3 separate regions of the Mus musculus genome follow, and all the other regions are linked to region 2. Evidence: chromatin contacts called from public HiChIP or PLAC-seq data. All regions are on one chromosome and are shown on one strand. The core of a region is the stretch at or near the end of the contact, and the rest is flanking DNA. Distances in the headings are between cores, read along the strand shown.

Region 1 (3,521 bases), core at 372-2,871, 150 kb before region 2:
GTATCAGCTTAGAGTTCACCTCTTCGCAATAGCCTCTTTTGATTATTCCTCTTTCTAAAATTGACCTTAGCCACCAGGAAATTCCTGTTACATTGCCCTGTTTCATAGTCTTTGTAACTTCAATTATGATCAGAGCATATGTTAATTATTTTTGGTTTACTTCAATCCATCTCATCTTGCACAAGACTCTTGTGATTTTCTTTATAACTGCCTTGCCAGGGCCTGGAATGTTCCCCAACTTGTAGTACCATTAATAGGTTTATAAGCTTCAGTCACTCTACCACTTCACCTGGACTGACATTTTAAACCTCACTACCTTGCCAGTTATATGTTTTACTAAACTAATTTTAGAGTTGAAAAAAAGGCAGAAAAGAGAAAGAAAGAGCCCCTAACCCCATGACCAGAGCAGTGCCTTATTATTAAGTAGTTTTTATTATCCCCATATTACTAATACAGAAATGTTAAATCAGTGACTACAGGAATGAGGTCCAACTGGGCCAAGGAATATATAGACATGGCAAAATTATCAGAGAATAAAAATCCCAAACATTATTTCTCCATGATAAAGGAATCTATGAAACCATAATATATAAAACTGCATGTTTCATGAGGGCTGGAGAAATGCCTCAATGGATAATGACTGCTCTTCCAGAGGACCCAGATTCAATTCCTTGCAACCACATAGTTGTTCATAACTGACTAAAAGTCCACTTTCAGGTGATGTAATACCTTTCTTCTACCCATGTAACAAATGTGGCACACTTACATTACATGCAAGTAAAACATTCAAACACATAAATTAAAGTAAATTTTAAAAATTGCATATACAATTATTTTTCTTAAAGCATCAGAAGATATACCACTAGCTATATTGTAAAAGTTGAATTTGATCTGCTGTTAAAATACCACTGATTTAATTCATTTGGTTGATTGGGTTTTTGTTCTCTTTCTTTGGTTTTGATAATATTAATAATGTAACCACTCAAAAATATTTCCAACTTAATTAGGTTATATTGTGCTAAAATAAAATTTATATGGACATAAACATAAACGCTATTAAATATATTACAATTTCCTAAAATACCAAACCTTACAGCAATAGCAATATGAGGAACAACAAGATGAGAGAAAAAGAACTCTTGGAAAATGAGCAAAGACAGCAAATTAAAGGGCTAAAAGTATCTACCCTGAAAATAAGGCATTGAAATGATAAGGCTTTTTATTAGAAAAAAATCAAGGAAAAGGATACGAAGAAGAATACAGTATTTTCAATGGATGTGACCAAAAATGAAAAATATAATGGTTTCATTTGTTTGTGGCTTTGTAAGTAAGGTAACTCAGCATTTATTCGATTTTCAGATCCAATATTGTTTCAGCTGTTCTAATCTGTCAGGGCATGCATGCAGTCAGGGCAGCACCGTGTCCCCACCCCATTGCTGTTAGATGCGTGTTCTCTCTTCAGATCTCAACAACATCAAAACAACACCTTACACGAGGCCCATCCATGCATGCTACCTCATTTGGTCCCCTTCATTGTGAAACGGGCTGCTATCATTCTGAACAATCCACACTCTGCCTTCCAGAACCGGAAGCCGCCGATGCTCTTGCCAGAAGCGAGAGCAGCTTCAGACGAAGAGCAACTGTGCAGGGGTGGTGCAGGCATGGCCTTAAGGATAAAGTTTCCAAGGAACTGCACTGATCACATTTATTTCTTTAAATGACTGTTAAATTATTGTACTTTTATTAGTTTAATTGAAATATGATATCTTCTCTTTATAAACTTAAATAGAAGCTTTCTATTTTCTCTCATTTATTTATTTTTGTAAGTAACAAAACAGGCCTTCCTTTGTGTTAATAATTTTTACAATAATTTGAACTTATGTTTAGTTTAATAACTATGCAACTTCTTTAAAATCCATAGATAAAAATTCTCTGCTCTATTCACCATAATTTTCAGGAACACCGTTCAAGTTCTTTTTATTTTTCTGTACTAACATCCATGGTTCCCATAGTCCACATGTTTTGACATTTATATAAGGTATGAAGATCCTTGGCCACAGTACCTGAGGGAACAATTAGGAAAGTATTCTTTAAGTCATATCTAAACCTTGAACTTGGTTTTAATATTTTCTCTCCTGTACTTAACAGATTTGTATGGAATGGTACCCTGCTCAGTAGAGAATCGTGTTCTAAAAGTGCTATTAAAAAAACAAACACTAACTCTTTCAGTGAACATTTATTACATTGCTACATGCTCAGTATGAGGAGAAGCAAAATGTACAATTTATAAATAGTGCATTACTTACTTATATTAGTGCCGCAGACCTTCTAGGTCCCAGTGTCTGCGTGGAACGGGGTCTCTCGACGCGGGTGGGCAAAGCGTGGATGGATGACAGACAGACACACACGCAGGAGAGTTTGTGTGGAATCTGAATGTAATTTTTCAAATCGAACATCAGACTTTTTATGCAGAAGACAACAAGGTAGTTGGGTGACATACCCACAAGGTACAAATGAGGTAACCGGATGCTTAATGACTCTTACACAGAACAGAGGAATGAAAACGCAAAGACTGGCAGGAACTGGGCAATAAAATAACTGAGACAAAGTCAGCCCTATCTAAGGTCAGCTATAGTCTTAGACGCCAGGTGTGAGAACTTTTCACTCCTAGGGCAAGGGCTTTCACACCAAGTCATGGTTCTAACTAGGGAGTTCCGTTCTAGCTAACCATCTCATGAATAATGCAATACTCTAAAACCACAGCTGGATCTACTTCCTAAACCATTGTAAATTCCTGTATATAGGTGTAACTCAGCTATAATTCTAAATATCTATTCTGGTTTCTCCTACGGTCAGAAACTTCTTTCTTCCTTAGTGATGGTAAATTCCTGTGAAGGGCAGTGACCTAACTTTTACTCAAAGAGATAGTGTAATACCAGGGGCAATACTGAATTCCAAACCCAAGGTCTTGCTAAGGACGAACTAGGACTGTTGGAACACTGGCAGACTTTAGCTATGTCAGAATTCAATCTTAAAAGGCACTTATGATAGGAAAATAAATGAAAGAGAGCACGTGGATCCATACACTAGACTAACGCGGGAATGGAACGTGGGAATGAAAAATTACTGTATGGGTAGGGAGCGCTAGACTCCAGGAGGAGAGCTTCCTTGAAACTCTTTTGCCTCATGAGTGACTTTTAAGCCTCTCGGCTTGTCCAGTTGACTCGACCAGAGAGCGTAGCATATTAGGTTATCATCTGTTTTAAAGCTAACACTCGAAGTTAAAAAAAGGACAGCCCTGTGTGTATTGGTTTTCATAATGGGTACTTTTACCGGTCATCTCATTTTCTCCTGAATGTAAGAACCATGGTGGTGACTGGAATGGGAATGTCACCCACAGGCTCATATATTTGAATGCTTGGTCCCCAGTTGATGGTATTATTTGGGAAAATATAAGAAGTATGGCCTTGTTGAAGGAAGTGTGTCACAGGGGCGAGGAAGTGTGTCATGAGGGGAGCTTT
Region 2 (3,094 bases), core at 483-2,982:
TGAAACACCCTGTGTGTGTATGTGTGTGTGTGTCTGTGTCTGTGTGTGTGTGTGTGTGTGATTTGCAAAAGCACTGAGTGCTCTTAACCACTGAGACATCATTTCTATGCCCCACCCCCCAACCCCTTACTCTTTAAACCATCCTAGGAAGGAAGTTTCCATAGAAACCTGTAAGGTTCTATGCAAGGCTGTCAGCAAGCTCTGTACCCTGGCTTCCTGTCATCGTGCAAACTGTCACTAGTTTTAATTAGATTTAACATGCCACGAAAAAGTGCACAGAGAGAAACGGAGAGCAAAGATTGCAGTGTGGGCTTTCCCTCACATGCCCAGCACAGCTGTGCATTAGAACTCTAATATCCCCAGACTGGGAAATAGAAGAATGCCACGCGTATGGAAAAATGACGCTACTGCTGCTGCTGCTGTCCAAATGGGAAACATGGGTGGGGAAAATAATTCAGAGAGAGTGGGGGAAAGGAGAAAACGATCCCAAATCCCCAGCAGCTGCAAATAAGAAGCAAGTGAATCTGTTACCTTGGATGAACTCTAATTTCCTGCTCACAGATGGCAGGGTCCTGTTGAGACCCAGGATCCTGTCCAGGTGGAAGGCGAACACTTCACTCATGTCCAGCGGCTGCTTGAGAAGCCCACAGGGGCTAGGCCCGCAGCCAGGCACAGAGCCTGAGGTGCTCCCTTCCAACACCAGCAAGCGGGTACCACTCTTAGAGATAGGTAGGATGCTAGCCACCTCACTATCAGCCAGGAGGCGCATTCTGCGGATGTCTTCTTTGCTCAGCCATGAGGGGGCGCTCTCGCTATAAATCCTAATGTTGCTCTCTCGGGCCCTAGGCTGCTGCAAGTTTGAACCTCTAGTTCTGACTCCAGGACCACGCAGCACCCTCCAGGGTCGTTCACCAACCTTGGTTAGGTAACCCTGAACATAGCCAGGTACTTCAGCATCTGCTGCCCGTGCAGCTTCCTGCTGTATAAGGGATGGTCTAACCAGCACCTCCTGATCAGGGGCTGCAGATGCCACCGCATACTTCTTCCTGCGCTTGGGTTTCACCGTGCCACGGATATTCGCAGGCTTGCTGCGCTTGGAGCGTAGAGTAATGTACACCACGTTGGGCTGCAAAGTGCTTCCATTGCCCTGCAACTCTGGAGGGGCCAGGGTACCATCCAGGGGAATCTCAGAGAAGGGTACCTTGAAGATGTCGTGACCGTTGGGTGGTCCCCTGTCAGTCGCCTGCCCATGCTGAAAGGAACCTCTGCCCACCTGGCTCACCAGAAAGCCCAGGTAGATGGCACAGGCAGTGCCCAGCAGGAGGTTCCGTCTGGTCCTGGGACGCCGACTACTCCAAAGTTTACACACTCGTGGGGCGCACAGAGAGCAGACAAACCAGTTTACGAGCTGCCCCGGCTTGTCTGGACAGGTCATTTCTCTGCCGCTTCCACATGCTGAACTGAGTTTAAAGTCTGCAGCTGGCTCCGGGTGACATGATTCATGGCTTCCTGAATCCAGCCGTCCAGTCCGCTTCGCTATCTAAGTGGTCTCCAACAGGCAGAGAGGTAAAAGAGAAGGGTCGCTGCTGCGGGTTCTGGGAACGCTTTGTGAACTGGCCACCGCAAGCCTTTTAAACTCCTATCAGCCTTTCCCAGGAGAAAGGAGGGCTGACTCTGGGAATGAATGGAAACAAGAGTTGACTGAATCACTAACTCAACCCATTTCAGTTCCTCTACAAGAGGAAAGAGGCGAGTAACCCTTTCCTTCCACAAATTCTACCAAGTTTGGTGTAAAGTTTAAAATGCGGAAGCAAGATAGGTGTGTGAGTCTGATTTTACTTTAAAGTAATGAAGACAAGCTGCAAAGAGCGTTTGCTAGCTCACAGTTAAAGCCACTACATCTGAGAAGCAAAACTCTTAAAAGTCATCAACCAGGATCCCCTGCAGACCCCCTTTTTGTGATTCAGAAATAAGAAAAGAAATAAATACTTTTTAAGATTTTTATAGACACCCTAACTTTTGTAAGATATATATTACAAAAATATCAAGTAGTGAGTTCATATTTAAACATATTCTCTTAACTAATGTTCCACATTGTTTTCACAATATATTCCATATCTAAAATTGTTATTTAACTACCCCTTGATGTTTATATAGCTTGAAAAGGGTGAGTTCTCTCTCTCTCTCTCTCTCTCTCTCTCTCTCTCTCTCTCTCTCTCACACACACACACACACACACACACACACACACACACAACTTTTTATTCCTTTTCTTTCCACTAAAGAGAGCAAAAATGAAAGAAAAGAATATCTAGGTTTTTTGGTGGGTTTTTTTTTGTTGTTTTTTTTTTTGTTGTTGTTTTTTTTGCCTTTTTCTTCACATTTTTAAATAGAGGGAAAAAGTTGTTTAAGAAGAAAAACAAAACTTTACTTACACAGCTGGCCCCACGCTTAGCTCCAGGAAGAATGGAATTCCTGACTCTAATGCACAGAACTTTGAAAGGCTGAGGCACGTAAGGAGAACATATTTCATGGCCAAGGGTGTTCCACCTTTCAAACATCTCGGCTCAGCCTTAAAAGCTGCCGCCTTCTAACAGCGGAGCAAAATGATTTGTAAACTGGCTGCTGCGCCGTTTTCAGACACGTGAGGTTCTTTTTAAAGATGACTAAAAAAATAAAAAATAAAATTTAATTTTGAATTTCTCCAAACACAGCTCAGACCCAGTTTTCATTCAAACAACTTTCTGCTCCTTTCAGCCCCTGGGAGCCCCCTAGTGTCTCATTTGCTAAGCGACACAGAAATGGCAGCCTTGGGAAGCTGAAGTGATCTGAAGTGTTTTGCTGGAGTTGGCGGAGACCCTGTTGCCAAATAAATACCTTAGAAAAATGAGGAGTGCCCACTGACCCCTGCCTGACCCCACGGAGTTGGGAAGGGGAAACTGGACGCCAGAGTCCAGGGCCTGCAACTTACCTTACATCTGGGCTGTTTGCAGACTAACTCTTGTCTCCCACCAGTTCTCGATGGGGGTAAAACGGCCAGGAAAGGTAGACAAAGCTAAGAAGGGGGTCACTGGAAATGAGTAGAGAAACGGAA
Region 3 (3,339 bases), core at 347-2,846, 190 kb before region 2:
GAGCATCGTTGTTCTTTCCCGACAAAGTCATGCTGCCACGCTTCTCAGCTAATGAGGAAATGATAGTGGAAGAGCTGTCTGTAGACAGGATAACTCGGGAACTGTTTTTCCTCTCAGACATTTCCTCTACTAAACAAGAGACAGCTGTTACATCACACTGAAGACTGGAAGTGAGGCCTGGAAATGATGGCTTATGTGTCTTTAAAAGTGGCCTGAGAGCAGTCTGAATGCTACGATAACCAAGACCTATGTTTACACACAGCAATGGCTTAGCTTTGCCCAAAAATTCAATCCCTGACTGAAACACATAAAGAACAGAGAAACTGTTTGCAGACAACTGAAACCGAGGCCTACATTTTACAAACATTGCGCTTCTGGGAATGTTTTCATATTGTTTACTTGCAAGGAAGAAAAACCTCAAAGCTAAATGTAGATATCACTGGAAAATAATAAAAAGCACTTCTGAAATTTTCATGAGTCAATAAAAAAACATAATTCCATTTAGAAAAAAATCAATTGACAGATATGTTTCAGAGGGTACAGCTACTATTTAAAGCAAGAGCCACCTATAGTCAAATTCCTTTCTAAAAGGACTTTCTCTCAGTCTTGAAACATTCACCAAAAACATTCCAGACACATTTTATCTCTGGTCCCCAACAGTGTCTTAATTTTTAAGTAATGATTGAATAAAACACACACGCAGTTTTTAGATACTGAAGATGGGAGCAAGCTATTTCCACTGAACAGTGGAGCCTTTTTAGCTCGTCTCTTGTTAAGCCCTAACAAGACGCCATCTTTACAATTCTCTCAAAAGCATGTTGTACTAAAAGCTGCATATCTTGATTCTAAATCTAAATTCAGAGACATCCGTTTCTGAATTTTTAAGATGCCATGCGACGTATATCAAAGCAGTCATTAAAATAGGTTATAACCTTAAAAAGAGGAGGGGGTCATTGTGACGTACTTCATCTTGTTTTATGTGGATTTAAATGAAATCACTTAAAAACAATGAGTTGCTATTGTCGACGCCCTCCCTGTAGAGGAAAATGTTAGGTCTTTAAATTACTTGTCTAGGGAAAAAAGAAAAAGGAAAAAAAACATTGTTTCAGTTGGCTGCGTCGGACGGAGACTTGGGAGAAAAAAAAAAATCCTCTGTAAAAACCAGAAGCAGAAGAAATAGACAGCAACGTCAAAATCTCAAACTGTAGCTGCAGCCAGCTATTTATACTTCCCAGACAGTTCTTGGAAAGATCTATTGTTAAGATTGAGCATTTCCGGGAAGAAGAGGGGGAAAATCCTTAGGTGAGCAACAAATGGTAGTCTTTCAGTCCCTGCCTTTCAGGTGCTGGGAAACATTCACTTTAAGTCTTGTCAGGGTACAGAAAAATGATCCTTCCTCTCTTCCTCTTGCTCTCGTGCTTGAATCTGAAAAGAAACTTGTCTTACACCCAACTGCACTCCCTTCGTTCCTAATTTCCTCCATGCCTTCCCTCTTCCCTTTCTCATTTTCAGCCCCAGGTTTCTTTTTAGAGGGGGAAGAACTTGCTAAAGATGGCGTTCTACCCAGTGCTGCCCTGCCCTCTAGTGGCGCAGAGCCTGTACTCCGTACTCTCTGTTTTTTTGTTTTTTTGTTTTTTTTTTCCCCTCTCACTAACCTCTCTGCCGTTCTTCAGCTTTTTAGCCTTCTTCTATTCCTTACACATCCCTTTAGCTTTTTCTCGTTTCTGTTATCCTCTCTCTCCTTCAGCATCCAACCTAAAGCTGTCTGTAAAAGAAGGACTTGCAAAATGTGTATACTTAAAATTCGAAATGATTCGAAAAGAAAAACTTGGTAACTAAATTCTCTCCTCAGATTTAATCGGCATGCTAAATCCACAAGCTAAATTGGACCAAGTCAGAGACTGATGTACTTGGTAAACCTTAGAGAATATTAGTCTCTCTCTAAGAAACTCCTATGCAAATTGACTATCTCCATAAAGTTGGAGCCACTTTGACTTAGCACCATGCAGGACTGGGATCTTACCTATTCAGGAGGCTGAGACAGGAGGGTCAAAAGTTCAAATACAACTGTGAGACAGAATGGAGGAGTGGGAGGGGGTGCGAGAGAGAGAGAGAGAGACAGAGGAGAGGAGAGACAGAGACAGAGACAGAGACAGAGACAGAGACAGAGACAGGCTGGACTTGGGACTCAGAGGCAGAGAACATACCTAGTATCCCCTTTCACCCCAGCACTAATAAGGGAATAAAACAGTTTCGATATGACTTCCAGCAACACCCAAAAGGCACGGCCAGTTGATTAGCAGCTGTCAAGTTTCTACTTAATCCCTTATTAGCAAATTTGATGGTGACTCCTTGTTCCCCTTTGGACACTGAAGGCCAAATTCCATAATGAAGAGAATATTAACAGACTGTCATGAGGCATGGTCATGTAACTTAATTACTGCTCTGAGTTTAAATATTATTTACCAAAACACCACACTGCTCTAAGTAAAGGACCACAAAACTAACATTTTGATAGTATTTGTGTCATTGGTACCTTATTAAAAGCACTGCCATTTCCAGCTCAGTGCGTCAATATGCTCTTAAAAGCAATATAGATCTCCACCTTCAGGCTTTTATTTTCAGCAGATAATAGAAAGAATGGGGGTGGGCAGCCATAAGCTATAAGAAGTTGTAAAGGTTACCTTCATTTCATAGTTGCACTGATCTAAACTCAGTGGACTTAACATTAAAAGGAGAACAAGGACCTTTTCACATTCAGAACTATGCTACCTGCTCCCAGAAACTTAGTCCCCCAGATATGTGAGCATTTCAGAAAGTTTCTTGCAACACAAGATAGACAGGAGTGATGGCACAGACCAGTGATCCTAGCTACTCAGGAGGCCAAGGCAGGCAGATCACAAGTTCAAGATCTGCTTCCTGCAGAGACAATTGAATTGAAGGCCAGCAATTTAGAGAGAGCCTATCTCAAAAGGTAAAAAGAGCAACAACCAAAAAATGAAACTAAAACAAAAGGAAAACCCAATCTAAAATGTCACCTTTTCATTACTTTTCTATTGGTGGCACAAGAGATGCCATGGCCAAGACAACTTATAGAAGAATTTATTTGGGGTTATAGTTTCAGAGGGTGAGTCCATGACCATTATGGCACTGCAGCCGTCAGGCTGGCATGGCTGCAGTTAAAGCAGTAGCTGAGACCTTGCATCTTGGTCCACAAATGCAAGGCAGAGAGGGCTAACTGGGAATGGCATGGGATTTTAAAATGCAAAGCTCACCCTCAAATGCACACCTCCTCCAACAAGGCTATACCTCCTAATCCTTCCCAAACAGTCCCATCAT

Evidence for each region. HiChIP or PLAC-seq counts read pairs in DNA pulled down with a chosen protein or histone mark.
Region 1: a contact with region 2 is called in an H3K27ac HiChIP or PLAC-seq map of trophoblast stem cells, with 10 read pairs. The contact joins the enhancer-like site here to the promoter of Gask1b in region 2. A contact is called at or near these places in 9 of 39 promoter capture datasets (HPC-7-derived erythroid cells, embryonic stem cells, fetal liver and 5 more), 2 of 15 datasets of contacts at CTCF or cohesin (the NIH/3T3 cell line and embryonic stem cells), 7 of 484 Hi-C or Micro-C datasets (the G1E-ER4 cell line, bone marrow-derived macrophages, cortical neurons and 1 more), 5 of 115 datasets of contacts at active chromatin or transcription factors (bone marrow-derived macrophages, heart atrium, kidney and 2 more) and 3 of 9 other capture datasets (adipose tissue, liver and pancreatic islet).
Region 3: a contact with region 2 is called in a CTCF HiChIP or PLAC-seq map of the NIH/3T3 cell line, with 18 read pairs. The contact joins the enhancer-like site here to the promoter of Gask1b in region 2. A contact is called at or near these places in 13 of 39 promoter capture datasets (the 3T3-L1 cell line, the C10 cell line, cancer-associated fibroblasts and 8 more), 2 of 15 datasets of contacts at CTCF or cohesin (the NIH/3T3 cell line and large pre-B cells), 74 of 484 Hi-C or Micro-C datasets (3T3-L1-derived adipocytes, the AML12 cell line, B cells and 47 more), 17 of 115 datasets of contacts at active chromatin or transcription factors (the HPC-7 cell line, the NIH/3T3 cell line, VIP interneurons and 12 more) and 4 of 9 other capture datasets (adipose tissue, liver, macrophages and 1 more).

Annotation. Positions count from the first base shown.
Region 1 is chr3:80,036,806-80,040,326 of GRCm38.p6, reverse strand. No RefSeq gene overlaps it. Among named protein-coding and RNA genes, the nearest start is that of Gm36569, 150 kb to the right of the region's middle. Within about 2 kb of position 1,621, at least 3 of the 459 cell types and tissues checked have an H3K27ac peak or open chromatin away from gene starts, as enhancers often do. A contact at or near this core is called in trophoblast stem cells, where this site is marked.
Region 2 is chr3:79,884,568-79,887,661 of GRCm38.p6, reverse strand. Gask1b (golgi associated kinase 1B) reads right to left here and starts at 1,732. Exons shown (of 4, transcript NM_133187.3): 1 at 532-1,732. The coding sequence starts at 1,435. It overlaps Gm36569 (a long non-coding RNA gene), which reads left to right and starts at 856. Exons shown (of 3, transcript XR_375740.1): 1 at 856-1,566.
Region 3 is chr3:80,078,203-80,081,541 of GRCm38.p6, reverse strand. No RefSeq gene overlaps it. Among named protein-coding and RNA genes, the nearest start is that of Gm36569, 190 kb to the right of the region's middle. Within about 2 kb of position 1,596, at least 48 of the 459 cell types and tissues checked have an H3K27ac peak or open chromatin away from gene starts, as enhancers often do. A contact at or near this core is called in the G1E-ER4 cell line, the HPC-7 cell line, the NIH/3T3 cell line and 10 more, where this site is marked.